2 separate regions of the Mus musculus genome follow, and region 1 is linked to region 2. Evidence: chromatin contacts called from public HiChIP or PLAC-seq data. All regions are on one chromosome and are shown on one strand. The core of a region is the stretch at or near the end of the contact, and the rest is flanking DNA. Distances in the headings are between cores, read along the strand shown.

What was found. HiChIP or PLAC-seq counts read pairs in DNA pulled down with a chosen protein or histone mark.
Region 1: an H3K4me3 HiChIP or PLAC-seq map of neural progenitor cells shows a contact between it and region 2, with 8 times the contacts expected there. The contact joins the promoter of Rp2 here to the enhancer-like site in region 2. A contact is called at or near these places in 9 of 39 promoter capture datasets (the 3T3-L1 cell line, the C10 cell line, the HPC-7 cell line and 5 more), 7 of 115 datasets of contacts at active chromatin or transcription factors (the 230-238 cell line, kidney, large pre-B cells and 3 more) and 2 of 9 other capture datasets (macrophages and pancreatic islet).

What each region holds. Positions count from the first base shown.
Region 1 is chrX:20,361,948-20,366,658 of GRCm38.p6, reverse strand. It overlaps Rp2 (retinitis pigmentosa 2 homolog), which reads right to left and starts at 2,178. Exons shown (of 5, transcript NM_133669.5): 1 at 1,831-2,178. The coding sequence starts at 1,923.
Region 2 is chrX:20,158,219-20,162,639 of GRCm38.p6, reverse strand. It overlaps Slc9a7 (solute carrier family 9 (sodium/hydrogen exchanger), member 7), which reads left to right. Exons shown (of 17, transcript NM_177353.4): 8 at 101-206; 9 at 408-496; 10 at 599-712; 11 at 2,897-3,008; 12 at 3,672-3,825. Among named protein-coding and RNA genes, the nearest start is that of Chst7, 100 kb to the right of the region's middle. Within about 2 kb of position 1,914, at least 11 of the 459 cell types and tissues checked have an H3K27ac peak or open chromatin away from gene starts, as enhancers often do. A contact at or near this core is called in neural progenitor cells, where this site is marked.

The DNA.
Region 1 (4,711 bases), core at 929-3,428, 200 kb before region 2:
CCTAAGCTACATACCGTTTAACAGGCTAGCCAGAAGTACATATCAAAACATTGTCTCTAGCATAAGTTGGTGATGCATGCTTACAATTCAAGCAATCAAGAGATGGAGGCAGGGGAATCAGATAGATACTCAGGGCTATGCAGAGTTACATGAGACCTTGTCTCAAAATATAACAAAAAAGATCCTGTTGCAAAAATAACATAATAGCAAGACCAGAAGACCCCAATTAATCAGAACTTTGTAAGTAGAAGTTAGCAGAAAGACAATTATTATGGAACAGTGAACCACAGCCAACCAAGACTACTGAAAAGAAAAGCACACTTTTACTTTTAGCCTGACACTTCTAAACAAAATAAGACAAACAAAAACTCTCTCTGCAGCAGGAAGTTCAAGTTTAAAGAGCATTGTTTAGCTAGGGATGCCACTCAGTGGTAGAATGCTTGCCTAGCATGGCTCAATACCCAGCGCTGGGGAGAAAAAATTTAAACAGCATTATTAGAAATCCCAAGGCTGTTGAAAATGAATACTTCAAAATCCTCCTACCAAATGATTTTGATGGGTACAATCTTCATATAAGACAGAAAATACAACACTTTCCTACATGACAAAATACTGCTATATAAGAGGAACAAAAGGCCACATGGCCTAAGAAAGGTTTCAGAGTCAAAGGCAAAAAGCTGAGCCTGAGAATTCAGCTTCCATTTGTTAAAAGCCAACATTTTGAAAATGTCATTTATATGAATGCCTAAATTCTGCTGGGGATTTGAAATGATGCAGGATGATTTGTCATACCAAACAAGGATGCAGGATGACTGGTTATAACAAAACAAGACTTTAGTACTTCTGGTCAAAGTTGTTGCATTAAGCAATAGTTAACTGTTCATGACACCCATTTAAAAGAACAAGCGTTCTTATTTTGTTTGAGAAACTATAATAATTGATGTCTATTAAGTGTTTTACAAAGCAACTACACTAAGAAGAAAAGAAGAACTTTGTAGAAAGAGGAACCATTGTGAAATGTATGCCTAAGTAAGTGTGTTTTGTGCAAGATTAGGAGACTTTTTCAAACCTTTTGAGATATATATATATATATATATATATATATATATATATATATATATATATATATATATATATATATATATATATATATATATATACACACACACATATGTATATATGTGTGTGTGTATGTGTGTGTGTACATATATATATATATGGCATTTTCGTTCATATAAAGCTGCAATAATAAACTACTTCCTGGTTTGTGTTGGGTACTTTCACCTTACACAATACACTCCAAGACTGCCTCAATTTTCATTATTCTTTTCTGATAAATGGAAGACGAGAATAAAGGTAGACATGAAACAGTCCATTTAATAACTGAGTAACACCAAGAGGCACCAAAAGCGATTTTCAGAGGAGAGCAGACAAAAGAGTAACAGCTTGGGAATACAAACCGCAGAAAAGATGAGAACCAGTCTTGCGTGTGTAATTCGACCACTGGACCAAACCCCTTTGGCCAACGCTGGTGAAATGAGCTGATTGGAGATTCAGCACCTTCCTGGCTCTTTCCCTCCCTGGAGTCCTTTCTAGAATCCGGAGTCGGGGTGCAGAGCCTACAGAGAGGCCCTGGGAGTCTAGTTAGGCTGACCACTAACTCTATGCCTCCTTTGGGCCCTTCACATCCCGCCCCCAAAGTCGTGCGACTTCAGCTGCCTGTGCGCGCCAGTGAAAGCCAGTTGTGGGCCACCCGCCAAACTGCCCGCTTTCATCTGCTGCAAAGGGCAGCCGAGGAGGGCCCAAAGCAAGGGATCCCCAAAACATCACCTTCTCCCGCTGGTCCCAGCTGTACAGCTTGGGCTGCTCCTCCTCTCCCTCAGCCTTTTCACTCTTCCTCCTCTTAGTGAAGCAGCAGCCCATGGTGCGGCCTAAGGGTCTTGGTAGTGGACCCCACTCGCTCAGACACCTTTCAGAGGGTGGCGGGAAGCCAGGGTGACTCGGCCAACAGCTCCCCGGACACCGCCCAGGGGAGCAGCCCCGCCGCCAGGAACCCTCAGCACTCCCGCCAGGCCCAACACCCTTCTCCGCCCAACCCCCTAGGTCTCCGTGACGACCTATGGCAACCAATAAGCGGGCAGCAGCCTCTGAGCCAATCAATGCCTCGCAAGCTGCTCTGCTCCTATGAGCTCAGGCCAAAGTATTCATTCACCAATCCTACGTCAGCGGGGGGCTGGCCAGCTCAGGTGCTCTCACCGAGGGCCCCGTCCCCAGGTCGGTCCTACTCCACCCCCAGCTTCTCCCCTCTAGTGAACTAGGCTGGGCTAGCTGGCTGCTGTTTGATTGGGCTGAGTACCTTTTCCTGACCCGGTGCTCAAATTTCGAAAGTTTCCAAAATTTAAGCTCTGGAGGGGATGCCATACAGAGTAGTGGACTTGTTTTATGACAAAAATTGCTAGGGAAAAAAATCTTGCTGATTTTGTAAAACAAATTTGTGTCCTTCACTCCTCCCTTTCAGTACCTTTCTAGGGAACCCACAAGCTTCTGGTCGAACTGTTCATGTCTGGTGTCTGTAGAGGTCAGGAGAGGGCTCAAATCTCCTGGTTACTAATAGTTGTAAGCCATCAAGCAAGTGCTAGGGAGCGAACCTGGATCCTCTGCAAGAGGAGCAAATGATCTTAAACACTGAGCCATCTCTCCAATCCTTTGAGGGATGTCTAAAAGCTTCCACTTATCTCTCCAAAATTGGACAAGTATTTAGGATAAAAACCTAGTATTGTCTCCTTACTAGAACAGTGAATCTGGGAGCAAAAGGATATTACAAAAAGGCATGTACCTTTGAATCTCTCAGCTTATGCATCCAATGACAGAAGCACATATAACCTTTTTCCAATCTCTTCCAAAAGACAGTAGTCCAACTATAGAGGGTAAGAGAGGCATGTTGACTCACCACAAAGGAGCTTTAGGAACTCAAGCAGTGCAAAGTCTAATAGAGGATATAAACCCTATCATATAAACAACCTGATCTGTTCAAAGCAAATGGTACAAAGTTCGCGTGAAAACATAAAAATATACACAATCATTAACATTTGTTGTATTTGGGTGGACTTTGAGTACAATGCCCATGTATTGCTTTCATAATAAGTTGATTTCTCTGAGATACAGTATTAAAACATCATGATAAGACATCAAATGCAGACTAGCACTTTCAAATTTGTTTATCTTTTTACTTGACCATACCTATCACATTTAATGTAGATTCTAAAAGAGCCTCTGACTCAATTTGGGCATTAAGATTGTTCCTCCTTTCACTTCCTGCCCTTTTTGTACAACCAGGAAGAAGGGTACAGTGCTTAAGAATTATAAATGACCTGAAAGTTAAGCTCCAGGTCTTGGACAATAAAAGCTGTGCATTACTGCCTTTTTCTTCAGTCAGATCAAAGTTCTATGTGAGGATAGTTTTGTATTAGAGCCCTGCTGCTAATTTATATTCATAGAATAGCAAAAGTTTGATCACTGCAGAGTGCAGAATAAGAAGCTGAAATCCAGGGATGAATCTGTGGTCACAATGAATGGAATTGAGCAAGAACTAGAAAAATTCAGATCCTCTGTCCCTCATGGATCATGTTCTTCATAAAGACACAACTCAATAAAACTAATTTTAGAGAAAGAATTTCTAAAACTCATTGCTTTGAGCACACCCTTTTAAAATTATTTGTTTATTTTATGTATGTGTGTACACTGTCACTCTCTTCAGACACAGCAGAAAAGGGCATCAGAGCCCATTACAGATGGTTGTGAACCACCATGTGGTTGCTGGGAATTGAGCTCAGGACCTCTGGGAGAGCAGCCAGTGCTCTTAACTGCTGATCCATCTCTCCAGCCCTAACTCATTGCTTTGAAACACATGCTCTTGAGAAACTCAAATCTGAAACAAAATCTAGATCAACCTGTAATTAGTTTTTAGAGATCCTCAAATAAAACTGAAGGCACTTGGTTAACTCTCATCTCACTGTCAGTCTAATCCCAAATCAAATTAAATCAAAATTAAATTGAAATCATACAAATTATAGCTGGGTGTGGCAATATATTCTCAGCATTTGAGAGTTAGAAGCAGAATGGAGTTCAAGACTGGCCTGGGCTACTTGAGACACTGTCTCTTCTTTCCATATAGCCCCCACCAACCCAAGAACAACCAGGATTAAAAAGCTAATACACAAAGATTAGTGATCTGTTTTGCTCTCTTGCTCTTTTTTCTTCTTCTTCAGAGGTGCTAGGGATTAAACTAAAGCCTTGCACATGTTATACCTACTAGGCAGGTGCTATACCACCAACATAAATCGTGAATACCTCCCTGTGCCTTTACAAAGTACTTTAAATTTTGAGAAAGGGTCTGGCTAAGTTGCCCATTAACCCAGACAGGCATTAAACTGAGTCCCCTGTTTTTGCCTCTCAAGTAGCTGGGATTAAAAGTCACCAGGCCTATGTCTCTCTGTCTTTATCTGTCTCTCTGTCTGACTCTGTCTCTGTCTCTGTCTCTGCCTTCTCCATGTCTCTCTTTAGTTCCTTCCACCATAAATTCCCATGACTTTTTTTGGCAAGCCAGCTCTGTCCTTACTAATCAGCATATACATTGCTGCCAACTGCCATTCTATCTCGAGTCCTGACTCTTCTGTCCCAGTGTGCAGAATGTACAATGAGCCCCTTATAC
Region 2 (4,421 bases), core at 665-3,164:
GGCTGGCCCTCAGAGAGGGGGCTCTCAGACTAAAAGAATAGGGATCTCAAGTGTCCCTGCTGCCCCTGCCCAGAGCTGCTGTCCTTAACCTGGTGCTGACGTGACCAAGTTTACTAAGCTGCACTGCTTCCCCCTGCTGGAGACAGCGCTTTTTTTCCTGATGTCCTGGAGTACCTTTCTCCTGGCGGAAGCCTGTGGGTTTACAGGTAGGTTTACTGCTGGGCTGCAGCAGGGCCTGTAAGAGAGGGAGGGAGAGAGGAAAAGAGGGAGGAGCAGATGAAAGGCGGTAGGGGGAGGGAGGGAAGGAGGATTGGAGTTAGGCAAGTCTCGCATGCCATGGATTTTCATGTCAGTAGATTTTTTTGGTCTCGTCTTTCCCATTGACGTTTAGAAACTCTTTTTGACAGGTGTTGTAGCTGTCCTTTTCTGTGGGATTACACAAGCTCATTACACATATAACAACCTGTCAGTAGAATCTCGAAGTCGAAGCAAGCAGGTAAGAGTGGTCCTTGAGCCCGCTGGGCTGCCAAGTAGCTGGACAGGAGGAATGCAGCCAGGAATGCAGTGTTCACAGCCTCCCTTTTCCTTCTTCCTGCAGCTTTTTGAGGTGTTACACTTCCTGGCAGAGAACTTCATCTTTTCCTACATGGGCCTGGCACTGTTCACCTTCCAGAAACACGTTTTCAGCCCCATTTTCATCATCGGTGCTTTTGTATCCTTTTCCTATTTGACATTGTAGACAGAAGTGACCTCTGCTGGGAAAGGCATGCAACTACTAAGAGGATTCTGACTCTGATTAGAATGGGTAGCTGGGTCCGTTCTAGTTCAGTGTATTTGTAGTGGGGTAGGGAGTGGGGGTGGGAAGCTTCCTAAAGCTGAATATATTTGATTTCTAGGGCTGTCTTTTTTTTTCTGGCATTCTCTGTTCTAAGCTAGTGTTTGTTGGGCAGTCATTTGTTTTGTAGAGTTCTGTCCTGATTAGATCTAAAAGTCAATAACCATGCCAGACCCCAGAATTATTGTAGATATGCTATTGTCGCTATTGTCATGTCAGCTGTAACAGAGTCAGTTCCCTGGTTCTAGTGATTAGAAGGTTCCACTCTTCTTGCTCTCAGCTGCAGATTCTAGCTTGGGTAGCCCCAACCCATGCTGCCTTTGTGTGTGTGTAGACAGTGTCCATACTTTCAGCTAAGCTGCCCTGCCCCTTAGATTATGCTGGGAGAGACTTCTTTGTTTTTTCTAAAACAGGAAGGAAGAGAGGTTTGAAAGAAGGAAGAGATGAGGAAAAAAGAACAGATAAAAAACTGATAGAATTGAAGGGGAGGAGGAAGGAATGAGAAAGAGGATGAGAAGAAAAGATAAAACTTCTTTGACGTCAACCCTTGGGGATGTAATATTTCAGAAGTGGGGCATTTTGGGTGCTTGGGTTAGATAGGAGGGAGGGATGTGAGTGCCCTGGAGTGGCTCAGCAGCTGATGGCTTTGCTCACATGGTCTTAGATACCATTGTACTATTGTCACTGAAGTCACTTTTCTGGGGCAGGATTTTTAAGATCTGTTCCTATTGATTTTTTACATTTATTTATTTATTTATTTAGCCTTTTCAAGGCCTCATGGGAATCCTTAACTCTTCTAGAAAGAATGTTTTTTTTCTTCTGGGAATTTGGTTTCATGTGCAAGAGTGTAGGGCTGCCCCTCCTTAGCTGCTAGATAGTGACAGTGCCAGAATCCTAGTTAGGATCTTACTGAGTGGCTTCACATAGTCACTAAAAAACAGCTTAATTTCCGTGGGATTGGCTTTCCTTCACTAAGACTTGGCATGTTGCTTTGATTTGTATTTCCTGCATGGCATCCTGGAAGAGATAGTGGGAGGAGGGCCTTGTTTACAGATCAGGGCCTCTTGGCTGGGTGAGCCACATCCTCTGCGAGTCCAAAAAGGCTTCTGACCACTTGAGGCTTTTTCTTTCACCTCTGAGTAGAATGTGCTTTACAAGCACTGTCATTTCCTTTTGTTAACAACAAAATCAAACAAGGAAAGGAGAAAGAAAAAACAAAAAAGGCAGAAAAACACTTTGCACTTTACCCTGGAGGAAGTAGAAGATAGTTTGTCCCTGGCTTCTGTCTGAGACAGCTGTGGCTCCTGCAGCTGGTGCATTGCTGGACGGAAGCTCTGTTTGCTGGCTCCTGTCTGAGTTTCCTTCTCTGACCAGGGGATTGGGCAGCTCTCTCTGTTGGGTGCTGTTTAAACTTGGCAAGGAAAAGATGACCAGTTTCCCTGAATTCTTTGCTTTTCACAGCAGAACCCCTTTTTCTTATTCATCCTTTTCTACATTTTACACTCCCAAGGAGCAGTAAAGCTACATAAGCAGAGAACTCTCTCTGCGTTAATTTGTATGAGAGAATGTCTGTTTGTGGTAAGAATACGCAGTTTCTTCACTTCTAATTTTCCTGAGCTCCCTGGGCCTTGAACTCCCTGATGTTTGCTTGCAAATGAAGCTTGTTGGCTCTTTCCCAGCAAACTTTCTACAGTTCGAATCTAGGCTTACTTTTCTTTCTTGCCATTCTCTTTTAAATAGAGCCCAACATAGTGTGTGCTTCATTTAGCCCATGCTCCTGCTATCATACTTTAGATTATTTCTGGGCTCATTTTTTTGAGAAATTGAGGAATCTGCCAATACCAGTTCAGTTTAGTTCAAAAGTTACAATGTGTTTATAAGCTTGAAATTAATGAACTAAGAAGTAGAAAAGTTGACCAAATGACTCCCATTTTGTTGCTGAGGGATTGTTGTAGGGGGAAATCAAGCTTCTCTGAGTAGCTGCTCAAATTTTATGGTCAATCAGAGTGTTTTGAAGTGTCGTTCTGGAAATGTGTTGGCTCCTTATCACCTGGTGGTCAGGTTGCCATCTTCCTGGGAAGAGCTGCACATATCTACCCACTCTCCTTCTTCCTCAACTTGGGCAGAAGGCATAAGATTGGCTGGAATTTTCAACACATGATGATGTTTTCAGGTAAATATATATACATACATGTATATATAAAGAAAATACATTTTATTTAGCCAACAGTGATATGATTAAAATATAATCAACTGGGCTTGGTAGCACATATGTATAATCGCAGACTAGGAAGGGGGAGGTAAAAGGATCAGGAGTTCAAACATGCTTAGGTAAATATTAAATTTGAGGTCAGCCTGTGCTATATAAGACCCTGTCTCAAAAACCCTGCTACAGGTCAACCTGTCTTTTCACTATTCAGTGAGGTACTCTCTCCTTTGCTAAGAAAAATAACACCCTGTTTTCCACAAGTGTGCATCGGATATATTCATACTCAGCCAGCATTTCTGTTGACGGGATAGAAGACGTAGAGAGCTCGTTATTATGCATGTTTCTCTTTCTTTCATCTCACTAGCAAGAGAACCATTTAAATAGTAATAGTAGCCAGTGTTCTAGAATGTGCTGTACAAAATGGTGCTTTTTTTCTCATACTGGAAATTCTGTGAAAGCCAGCTGCAAAGAAGATTGCGCACTTCTAAGGCGATTCTCTCTGGGTTAGACATCCTGGCTCCCAGAGCATGTGGCTAGAACTTTTACCCCCACATGTGACAATTAATTTTGAGGAGTTGTTGCCATGTCCTCACATCACCAGAAGACCTTCCTGTTTGGTTGCCACAGGCCTGAGAGGAGCGATGGCATTTGCACTGGCTATCCGTGACACGGCATCGTATGCCCGCCAGATGATGTTCACAACCACACTGCTCATTGTCTTCTTCACTGTGTGGGTCATTGGTGGAGGCACGACACCCATGTTGTCATGGCTCAATATAAGGTCAGTTTATAACCAAATCAATCTTGTGTCTGAATGTGTCAGTTGTCACTATCCTTGAGAATGTTCAGTGTGCCATGCAGGCTGTACTGGTGAAAGGTTTTCATTCTTTTGGCTTAAGCAATGTGTGTGTGTGTGTTTGAGAGTGTATTTTTTTAAATTAAAATTTGAAGTATGGAGATTTTACAGGATACAAAATTTCATTGAATTCTAAAAAAAGAAAACAATCAAAATAGTCAGCACACACAGGAAATTAGGATGAGCTGGCTCTGACCAGGACAGTGACTTTTGTAGAACAGTTCAAAGTCTTAAAGCTACAGGAAAAAAGGAACAGACATGTAGCCCTGGTGATGTTTCCTGTCTCTTTGTGGTGGAAGCTGGGCCCAGAAGTAGAAGCTCCCTAGCCAGACATTAAAAGACTCAAGTAGAGTTCCCCCCTCCTTAGGAATTTGTACACCATGCCTCTCCTTGCTTCTGGGAGAGAGAGAGAGAGAGAGAGAGAGAGAGAGAGAGAGAGAGAGAGAGAGAGAGAGAGAGAGTAAGAGTGAGTTAGTTTTCTATGTAACCCTCATCTATCATAGCCTTGTGACATCTTTTGT